Regions from separate parts of the Mus musculus genome. Here region 2 is linked to region 1. A link is a contact called in public HiChIP or PLAC-seq data. All regions are on one chromosome and are shown on one strand. Each heading gives the region's core, a stretch centred on a gene start, on an enhancer-like site or on the middle of the called end of the contact. The rest is flanking DNA. Distances are from core to core; before and after follow the strand shown.

What was found. HiChIP or PLAC-seq counts read pairs in DNA pulled down with a chosen protein or histone mark.
Region 2: a contact with region 1 is called in an H3K27ac HiChIP or PLAC-seq map of extraembryonic endoderm stem cells, with 14 times the contacts expected there. The contact joins two enhancer-like sites. A contact is called at or near these places in 2 of 39 promoter capture datasets (hippocampal neurons and pre-B cells) and 1 of 115 datasets of contacts at active chromatin or transcription factors (extraembryonic endoderm stem cells).

The regions. Positions count from the first base shown.
Region 1 is chr2:122,215,910-122,220,679 of GRCm38.p6, reverse strand. It overlaps the pseudogene Rps12-ps10. Among named protein-coding and RNA genes, the nearest start is that of Sord, 17 kb to the left of the region's middle. Within about 2 kb of position 2,244, at least 33 of the 459 cell types and tissues checked have an H3K27ac peak or open chromatin away from gene starts, as enhancers often do. A contact at or near this core is called in extraembryonic endoderm stem cells, where this site is marked.
Region 2 is chr2:125,117,274-125,122,118 of GRCm38.p6, reverse strand. All of the region lies in intron 1 of Myef2 (myelin basic protein expression factor 2, repressor), which reads left to right. Among named protein-coding and RNA genes, the nearest start is that of Gm46759, 3.9 kb to the left of the region's middle. Within about 2 kb of position 2,583, at least 17 of the 459 cell types and tissues checked have an H3K27ac peak or open chromatin away from gene starts, as enhancers often do. A contact at or near this core is called in extraembryonic endoderm stem cells, where this site is marked.

The sequences.
Region 1 (4,770 bases), core at 995-3,494:
TTCCAGCCCCCCCCTACTCCAAGCAATTTAAATCATCTGTAAAGAAAAAAGGAAATTATTAAATTTATAGGAAAATGGGTGGAACTGGAAATTATTATACTAAGTGAAATAACCCAGGCCCAGAAAGACAAATATCACCTGTCACAAACACCACACAAACTTTTAGCCATCAACCTGATACACAAAGTCACCTTGGGAAGACAGAACCTCAACTGAATAATCGCCCTGATCAGATTGGCCTGTAGCCATGTCTGTGAGGCATTTTTTTTTTAATCAGCCAAAATTTATTTATTTCTTGCACTTGAAGTATTCCTCGATGACATCCTTGGCCTGAGATTCTTTGCCATAGTCCTTAACCACTACGCAACTGCAACCAACCACCTTCCGTGGTTTCCCCTCTCGATCGATTTTACAGAGGCCTACCCATTCCCCTAGTTTCTTGTTGTCATCAACCTTGATCAGGTTGATTTGGTGCTCAGCACAAAGTGCCTCCACCAGCTTGACATACATGGGCTCATCACAGTTGGATGCGAGCACACACAGATGGGCTTGGCGCTTGTCTAAGGCTTTGGCAGCTTTGCGTATGCCACGTGCTAGGCCATCGTGGATGAGTGCGGTCTTCAGCACCTCTTGTAGAGCAGTGTTGACGTCCATTACACCTCCAGCAGCTATGCCTTCCTCGGCCATGGCGGTGAATCACGGGTGACGCCGAATCTTAAACGCACCCGAGCTTCCGCCTCCGCGCAAGTCGGCGGCGGCAGGGGAAAAGCGGCATTTTCTTAATGGCTAGTTTATGTAGGAGACCCCAGTCCACTGTGGGAAGTGCCATCCTAAAGTGGGGAAGGGATGAGGCCTTAAGAGGGGATGCAGATAGTGAACACGTGCCATAAGGCGTAGAGGTGAAGAAATACTGAGGCCGGAAAAGGTTGGCGCTGTAATGGGGCCATGATCATGGGGAAAAGGTGGGAGGAACATAGGGCTGGTGGTGGGAAGAGTTAAGCAGAGATGGGGAGGGGAGGTGGGGAGAGAAGGAAATAGGAGGAAGGGTAACAAACATAAGCATATATGAAAGTCTTATGGAAATCCACTGCTTTGTAAGCTAACTAAAACACATGTTTTAAAAAGGATTTGAAGCCGGGCGTGGTGGCGCACGCCTTTAATCCCAGACTCGGGAGGCAGAGGCAGGCAGATTTCTGAGTTGGGGGCCAGCCTGGTCTACAGAGTGAGTGCCAGGACAGCCAGGGCTACACAGAGAAACCCTGTCTCAAAAAAAAAAAAAAAAAAAAAAAAGGATTTGAAGCCCTAGCCGTGGTGCATGCCTTTAATCTCAACACTTGTGAGGCAGAGGCAAGCAGATAGCCACGTGTTTAAGGCTAGTCTGGTTGGTCTACAGAGCAAGTTCCAGACAGGCATGGCTACACAAAGAAACCCTGCCTCAGGAAAAAAAAAAAAAAAGGAAGAAAGGAAGGGAGGGAGGGAGGGAGGGAGGGAGGGAGGGAGGGAGGGAGGGAAGGAGGGAGGGAGGGAGGGAGGGAAAGGAGCTTGAATCGAGGTACCTTACATAGGCAGATAATGCCATTCCCCTAAGTCACAGTTATTACAAAAACATCTCAGTGACTGTGGTTGTCAGGGAGGCCTCAGATGTTTCCCAATTCTTGGAATTGTTCTTGCTTGCCCACCAGAACTAGATGGTATGGCATGAATGTTGTGGGGGTAAGATTTATTTGTTTTATGTATATAAATACACTATAGCTGTCTTCAGACACACCAGAAGAGGGCATTGGGTCCCATTACAGATGGTTGTGAGCCACCATGTGGTTGGGGGAATTGAACTCAGTACATCTGGAAGAGCAGTCGGTGCTCTTATCCTCTGAGCCATCTCTCCAGCCTACAACCAATCATTTTTCTATTGGATCTGAGGCTTGTTCCACAAAAGGAAATTCAGGCCTGTTACTATAAATCTGGTCAGAAGGGCAGGGATGGAAGTTTAAAGTCCTAGCAGAGAACCTACTCGCATTGTTTTGCTAAATAGACATAGTGTCCAGTCTCTTCTCAGGAAAGGAAGGGAAGAAAGAGGAGAGTCGTAGGTGGCCTTTAGAAGGTGAAACTAAACCTCCCTTTCTATTTATCCTTCTCACCGTAGCATGAGCTGGCAAAATAGGGATGTATGTTTCATTCAATTTAGTCAAGTGTTAGTTTCACTTAATTATTTTCATTCTCTCCAGCTTTGGCAATTAAAGCAACTGACAAACCACAACAGGAAGTTCACAATATATCTCTTGTACTGGAGGAAAAAAGGCATTGTACAGAGGAGGGCAGGCTGAAGAATGCACCCCACCCCAAGATATCCAAGCATTAATCTCTGGAATTTGTGAATCTTTCCTTATTTGAAGAAAAGGCCTTTTCAGGTTTGATTAAGGTGGGGGGTTTATCCTGGATTATCTGGGTAGACCCTAAAGTGTCCTTAGAACAGAAAAGTAGCAGAGACTTTACCACAGAGAAAAACACCAATCTGAGGACTAGAACAAGATGCTATGCTGCTGGCTTTCAAATGAAGGAGAATTCCCTCAAAGAGTATAGCTCTGTATACGATGTGTTGCAGGGCAGGTCCCCCTGGAGACTCCGAGGAAGCTCAGTCTTCTACTCTGATTTTGGTCCATGAAACAAATTTCAGACTTCCGACTTCTAAAACAGCAAAATGATCTACTTGTATACTTTTAAACCATAAAATTTTTGTAGCAAATGAGCAAATGGAAGGCATCTATGCCTTGTTCTTAAGGCATCAACCTGCTATCTAATTGTTTCTCCTAGTACCCTACATAATATCCACATGATGACAAACGAATATCATAACTCTGCCTAACTTCCTATGAGTATCTTATATACAATACAAAACACGCTAATGCCTTCCTCAAAGCCTCAGCAACTTTGGCATTGCTCAAAAGTTCAAATCCGAGCCAGGCGTGGTGGCACATGCCTTTAATCCCAGCACTCGGGAGGCAGAGGCAGGTGGATTTCTGAGTTCGAGGCCAGCCTGGTCTACAGAGTGAGTTCCAGGACAGCCAGGGCTACACAGAGAAACCCTGTCTTGAAAAACAAAACCAAAAAAAGTTCAAATCCAAAGTCTTTCTAATGAGACTCAAGATGATCTCTTACCCATGAGCCTCTGGGGATGGGGGTGGGCTTTACATCCGCCCTGAAAGAAAATAAAACTTGAGACCTGTGATTCATGTAATTTATGTCAAATAGCCCAAAGAGTTGTTTTGAGCTTTGAAACCTGGGGTTGAGAACATAGCAGAACAGGCCAGGACATGCCCGGGCAGGCCCGTCCTTAAGACATTCCTGAAGCTGCTTGGCCATAAGATAAAGAGAATGACAGTGCCTCCCTATCTCCTGCCCTTCAGACCTAAGTTAAATGTTATCTGTATGTACAGTCTGCTGATTGGTCTCCAAGCCTTTCATGAAGGTGCTGACTTCTATGTGGGGAGTGAAAGAACCTAGTGGGGAAACTAGGTTTCACGAACAAGTTTAAATGGACCAATCATGTGAAACCTCGCCAATTCCTCCCCCAGCCCCAGCCCCAGCCCCAGCCCCTTTTCTATAAAAACCCCTAGCTTCCAAGCCTTGTGGTCGAATCCACTGTCTCCTGCGTGAGATAAGTTTCGATCCAGAGCTCTGCCATTAAACTACCTCTTGTATTTACATCAAGAGGGTCTGTTCGTGATTCTTGGGTGCATGCTGAATCAGGAGTTGAGTGGGGGTTTCCCCACTAGGTTCTTTCACTCCCCACATAGAAGTCAGCACCTTCATGAAAGGCTTTGGAGACCAATAGAGAAAGCCACAGTTGGTCAAAATGCTGAGAACTAATCGCATGACACCCAACCCCCATGGATACAGCTATAACACAGCCCCCCCACATCGTACACTCAAAGAACAGTGGAAGGGGGGTCTGGAAAAGCCAGAGGATGGAGGCAGTCTGCAATAAAGATTATGTTGCCTAGAAATGACAGGGAAGCCACATCCATATTACCTCAAAAACTGAACATCACCACCACATATTCAGGTGTTAAAGCATCTTGAAAGTATACAGGGGGCTGGTGAGATGGCTCAGCAGGTAAGAGTATTGACTGTTCTTCCAGAGGTCATGAGTTCAAATCCCAGCAACCACATGGTGGCTCACAACCACCCATAGTGAGATCTGATGCCCTCTTCTGGTGTGTCTAAAGACAGCTGCCACCGTGTACTTATTTATAATAATAAATAAATCTTTTTTAAAAAAAGAAAGAGAAGAAAGTATACAGGTTGGTTAACTCAGTCGTTTGTTTGTTTTCTATAATCCAGTGTCCCCCAGCAGCTGTTGTTCCTGCCTCATTGGCACTGAAAAAATCCAAAGTTAATAAAGCATTATCCAGTCTATTTCTGGGAGTTCCTAGATGTATAAGACCTGTTATCTGTCCAAAAGGCTGGGAGCAAATGTGGTAACAACCTTGTGGCCTTGGTGCTGTGTGCCCCAGACCACAAGGGCCCCTCCCTGGGATCTTGCTGTAAGCTTGTCAATCTGTAAAAACTGCTTGGGGTCAGATTCCCAAAGTCTGACCAAACACTAGCTCCTAAGTCGTGTTCAAATGAACTACCTTCTTGCTTCCCTTGGCTCTTTACTAGTGTGGTGGTAGTGGTTGCAGAGGCATGCACATAACTTGACTATCATCCCCTCTACCTAGTCTCCATCCCTAGTGATGGGATCACAAACATGTCCAATATATTTAGCTA
Region 2 (4,845 bases), core at 1,334-3,833, 2.9 Mb before region 1:
ACAGGAAGCATCGTGTGAGCAGAACAGAATTTTGCAGGTATCAGATTTGCAGGGCTTGAAAGTCAGTGCAGTTTGCTCATGGATGGAGAGTGTGCATGCATCAACCACCGAGAAATCAGAAAGCAAGGAAAGCCTATCTCTTATGCCTGTCAGATCTTGGGCTTTTTCAGAGATTTGCTATTAAAAATAGAAAAAAAAAGTGGAGTGACTGTAACAATATAGTCACCCTCTGTGTCTTTGGATTCTGTATTCATGGAGTTAATGGTGAATTGGAAATACCCACATTGTATCTATATGGAAAGTAAGCATACATGATACACGCGTTGTTTTAGGTATTATAAGTAAGGCAGAGAGTGAAGTGTGTGTGAGATTGTGCTACGTCCCATGCACACACTGTGTTTTGGGAAAGGGCTAGAGTATCTGGACTCTAGCTGTGGGGTGCAATGGGGCTGAGGGGTACAGGGTTGTATTACTAATGTGTACCTAGTAGTGAGGGTGCCACTGTTTGTTTTTTTTTTTTTCCTGAAGAAAATAATCATTGAATCTTATAATGTTGGTATTTGTGAAGCTGGTATCTAAACTTCTATTAGACCCAAAAATACAGTGTCTACAGTTGCATTGCAGGATGGGAAAAGAGGTGAGAAAGAACCATTTTCTAATTTAAGGAGAGAAAATATAGGGCAATTGTTAACAGTAAATACAGATTGTTTCCTTATTCTAATTCATTCTTTCCATATTTTCTCAGTGTTGAGTAGAGACCAATGTACTCTAAGGAATTTCTTACACCTCTGCTGGGCCAGCGTAGGTAGTCACAGTGAATACTTAGGGACTTGAATCTTCTGTGAGTCTACAGTGTGACAACCTGTGGGGTGGTTGACACTTTGGGCTGATTACCATGCTTTCAATGATAAGTCATTAAAAGAAATTTGATAACCAGACATTGCTTTACAACATCCACTGCTTCGAAGTGAGCCATGTGCTGCTATTGGGACTGGAACACCTTGTATTAATGCAGTCACAGCAGACAGAGGGGGCTGTCCTTTTCATCCTGTCACCTTAAATGTTAAAGGTTCACTGAGTATCCATTGAAGAAATAGAGGAAGACATTTTGAGATCCTGAGACTCATGGAAAAGATTTAGTTGGCTTGTTCATCTCTAGACAGGAATTAAAGATCCTGTTTTCTCTGTCTACACTGAAGTGTTTTGGAAGGAAAGCAGTAACTATTTTGTGACTCTTCATTAGTCTTGTATGATTACAGATGTATTTATATTGTGCTATTTATAAAATATTCAACACTAGGGTAGGATGAAGTGATTAAAAGCATCGGTTTTATCATGAGTGAAGGTCAAAACCATGATGTTTTGATTTGCTATTATACAATGATTATTGTAATTGAACTAATTAATATACCTGTGAGCTCATGTAGCTACATCTTTTGTAATTGTTCCAAATATTTTACTACACATTGTCTCCAGAACTTGGTTACTGGAAGTTTGTATACTTAGGCAGACATCTCATTAGACTTGTGGTAATGATCACTATACCCTGATGCTTTGCGTTTTGTTGATGTCATGCAGTATTTGGTTTTCTGTGTCTGGCTTACTTCACTTAGCACACTGTCCTTCAGGTTGCTGTAGCTGGCAGGCTTTCCTTCTGAACGCTGGATCTCTCTCTCTATGTGCCTCTGTCTGTCCGCCTGTGTGTGTGTGTGTGTGTGTATATATATATACATCTGGAATATGTATATGCCCATTCCCACCCTTCTTTAATTAGTCTTTGATCTGTAAGCAGACTTTTAGTTCAGTTCCTTATCTTAGTTATTATGAAAAATATAGTGACTATGAGTTCAGATATTGAGATGGTTTTATTTCTTTTATTAAATAAAAAAATGGAATTGCTAGGTTATTTTATAGTTTGGTTTTTTAAAAAGAAATCTTTAGTTTTTCTCTGGTCAGTCTTTAAGTAAACATAAAGAAAATATCCTAATAATGTATTTTGTAATGAATTGTCAAGAGTATTGTAAGCAAATGTTTATTACAGTCATGTAACCTTCATTCAGCCAGGTGAAGAGTAGAGGAACTTAGTGACTGCTTGAGAATTGTGTGTTTTCACAGTGAATTCATCCGCTGTGAGTAGACAGGAGGGATCTCTTCTTACCTGACTTCCCCTGGAGACGCTCAGTGAACTCAGTGACAGCGCATTGTTAGATACATTGTTATGCAGGTGCTTCTTCCTAGGAGTGAAAAAGGAAGGTCTGTTCCGTCTGCTGGAGCTAGGAACCAGAGAGGAGAGAGAGAGGCCTTGTAGATTTTGGCTGCTTGTTTCTATTCTCAGAAATGCAACTTTATTCACAAGGAGGCACATTCTAGAACAATTGAGAAGACTCCTTTCAGATCATGCCTTATTCTTATAAAAGAATAAGGTTGATAGAGAAGAAGATGTCCCTGTCACAATCTGAATAGCTGGTGAAGCAAGTTTGGTTCTAGTGTTTCTTTCTAGATTACAGGAGCATTTCTCACAGATGGTGCCGCCGTCTGTTCAGTGTGGATTCTGTTTGTTTTTGAGATAGGGTCTAATCTAAGCCCTGACTAACTTGGTGCTTTTTAGTTCAGACTGGCCTTGAGCTCTTTTGCTTGTCTCTGACTGTTGGCATTACAGGCATGGATCACCATTTTTGGTGAGTTTGGGTTTTTGTCTGTATGTTTCTGTGTGTATGCACACATGTATGTTTTCTTAGAGGTTTCTCATTGAACCTGAATCTCACTGATTAGGGTAGCTTGGCTGACCAGTAGAGTTCAGGAATCTGCCATTCTTCCCCATCCCCCATCCCTACATGAGTTTTTATGTGGATGCTGGAGATCCTAACCTTGGCACTCAGCTTTGCAAAGTGAGCACTTTACCAACTGAGCTATCCTCCCAACCTCCAGAGTGTGGATCCTGACTGACAGTTGAGAAATTATGACTTATCCAGCAGATGGTATGCTTAGTTGCCATTCTAGATACAGTGTAGAGAGATAGCAGAGAAGACAGGTTTTATTCTTATAGACTTTATGTGCTTTATCTGTGGCAGTGTTGTCACCTGCTCAGGAGAGTGCTGTCTAAACAGTGACATTTTCCTTCTAATGCCGCAAGACGTTTGTTAGCTGGGCGTGGTGGCACACGCCTTTAACCCCAGCACTCGGGGAGGCAGAGGCAGGCGGATTTCTGAGTTTGAGGCCAGCCTGGTCTACAAATTGAGTTCCAGGACAGCCAGGGCTACACAGAGAAACCCTGTCTCGGAAAAAACAAAAACAACAAAAAAAAGAAGTTTGTTTATAGCCTTCCAGAATTGCTCACCTTAGAATTTATAGCCTGGATTATGAAATTTGGTTTGTTGTTAGAATAATCCATGAGGTTTTTAAGAAATCTGTTTTCTTAATTACTCATAGATTTTGACTCATTAAAGTTTATTAAAAAATGCTTTTAAGTTAACTTGTTAATGAATTACTTGAGGTTGACTAAAGCTTTTGAGTCCTAGGGAGATAGCAAGTTGAAAAGGTGCTTTCCTCACTTGGGCCTGCGTTTGCTCTCCAGAACCATGTGAAAATATTGAGCATGTATGTCCTTGTAATTTTAATGCTTGGGAGAAGGAGACAGGATTCTTGGGCTTATCTATTTGGTGAGCTTCAGTTTGAAGACAGACACTATGTCAAAGGATAGGAATGACATTCCTGAGACTGTCCCCCGCTCTCCATACATATGCTCACAGACATGCCTGTGCACCTGCACACACACATGTACCTGCATACTGCTTTAAAAATGTAAATTGTAGTTTTAAATATAAATCCAGATTTTTATCTGTAGGGATTACTTTAGGTATATACCCATATCTTATTTATTTCTGTATTAGTATATGGCATCATAATAGTTGTATTTTGATTGAAGTCTTATAAATTAATTTTTCCAATTAGGTCCATTAAAAAAGACTGCTCATGATGTGTTTAATTTTTCCTCTTTAACTCCAGCCTTTCATTATAGACAGCTTTACTGATAAAACAGACACAGTTCTGACATGTCCTATCCTTTGTTCAACATGAACATATATAAGGATATCTTTTAAATTTTTCTGTGTTTATCTAAGTAGGAAATAGATAAAACTCAACATACAGTGTATTAAATAGGCAAATAGATGTGCTGTAATTTTGATTCTGGTTTTAAGGGAAAGAGAAAATTCTAGGGAAAATTTGTTACTCTATAAATAAAAGTTTTTCAGATAATCATTTATTCATCTCTTTACTTCTTTTGTGGCTAGTGTGGGGTGGATAGGAGGGTGGGGGCAGAGTCTTAACTATATAGCTCTGGCTTGGCTGGCTGCCTTATAACTTAATATATGGAACAGGCAGTCTTGAAACTTGTGGTAATCTTGCATCTGTCTCCTAGTGCTGGAATTATAAGTATGTGCCACCATTTTTATAATATGAGCTAGCTTTTAATATTTAATTTAGTTAAGACAGTTTTAAGAATTTTTATTATATTCACATTTGTGTGGGTATATGTGTTGTGTGTGTATGATGTATGTGTGTGAGCCATGATGTTCATATTGATATCAGAGGACAATTTATATACTCAATTCTCTCTTTCCATCTTTAACATGGGTTCTGGTTTTGAACTCAGGTCATCAGGTTCCTGTAGTAAGTGCCCTTGTGGTGGTCCAAACTGGACTTTAGAGTTGAAGAAAGCTCAGAAAGTTAATTCTCCCCTAAGTGGATACTGAGATGACTCACATGCTCCCTCCATAGGTCTATTAATATTTATTACGTAGTATCCATCATGGGAAAAATTGTGTTTGGGGATGTTTGCAAGTA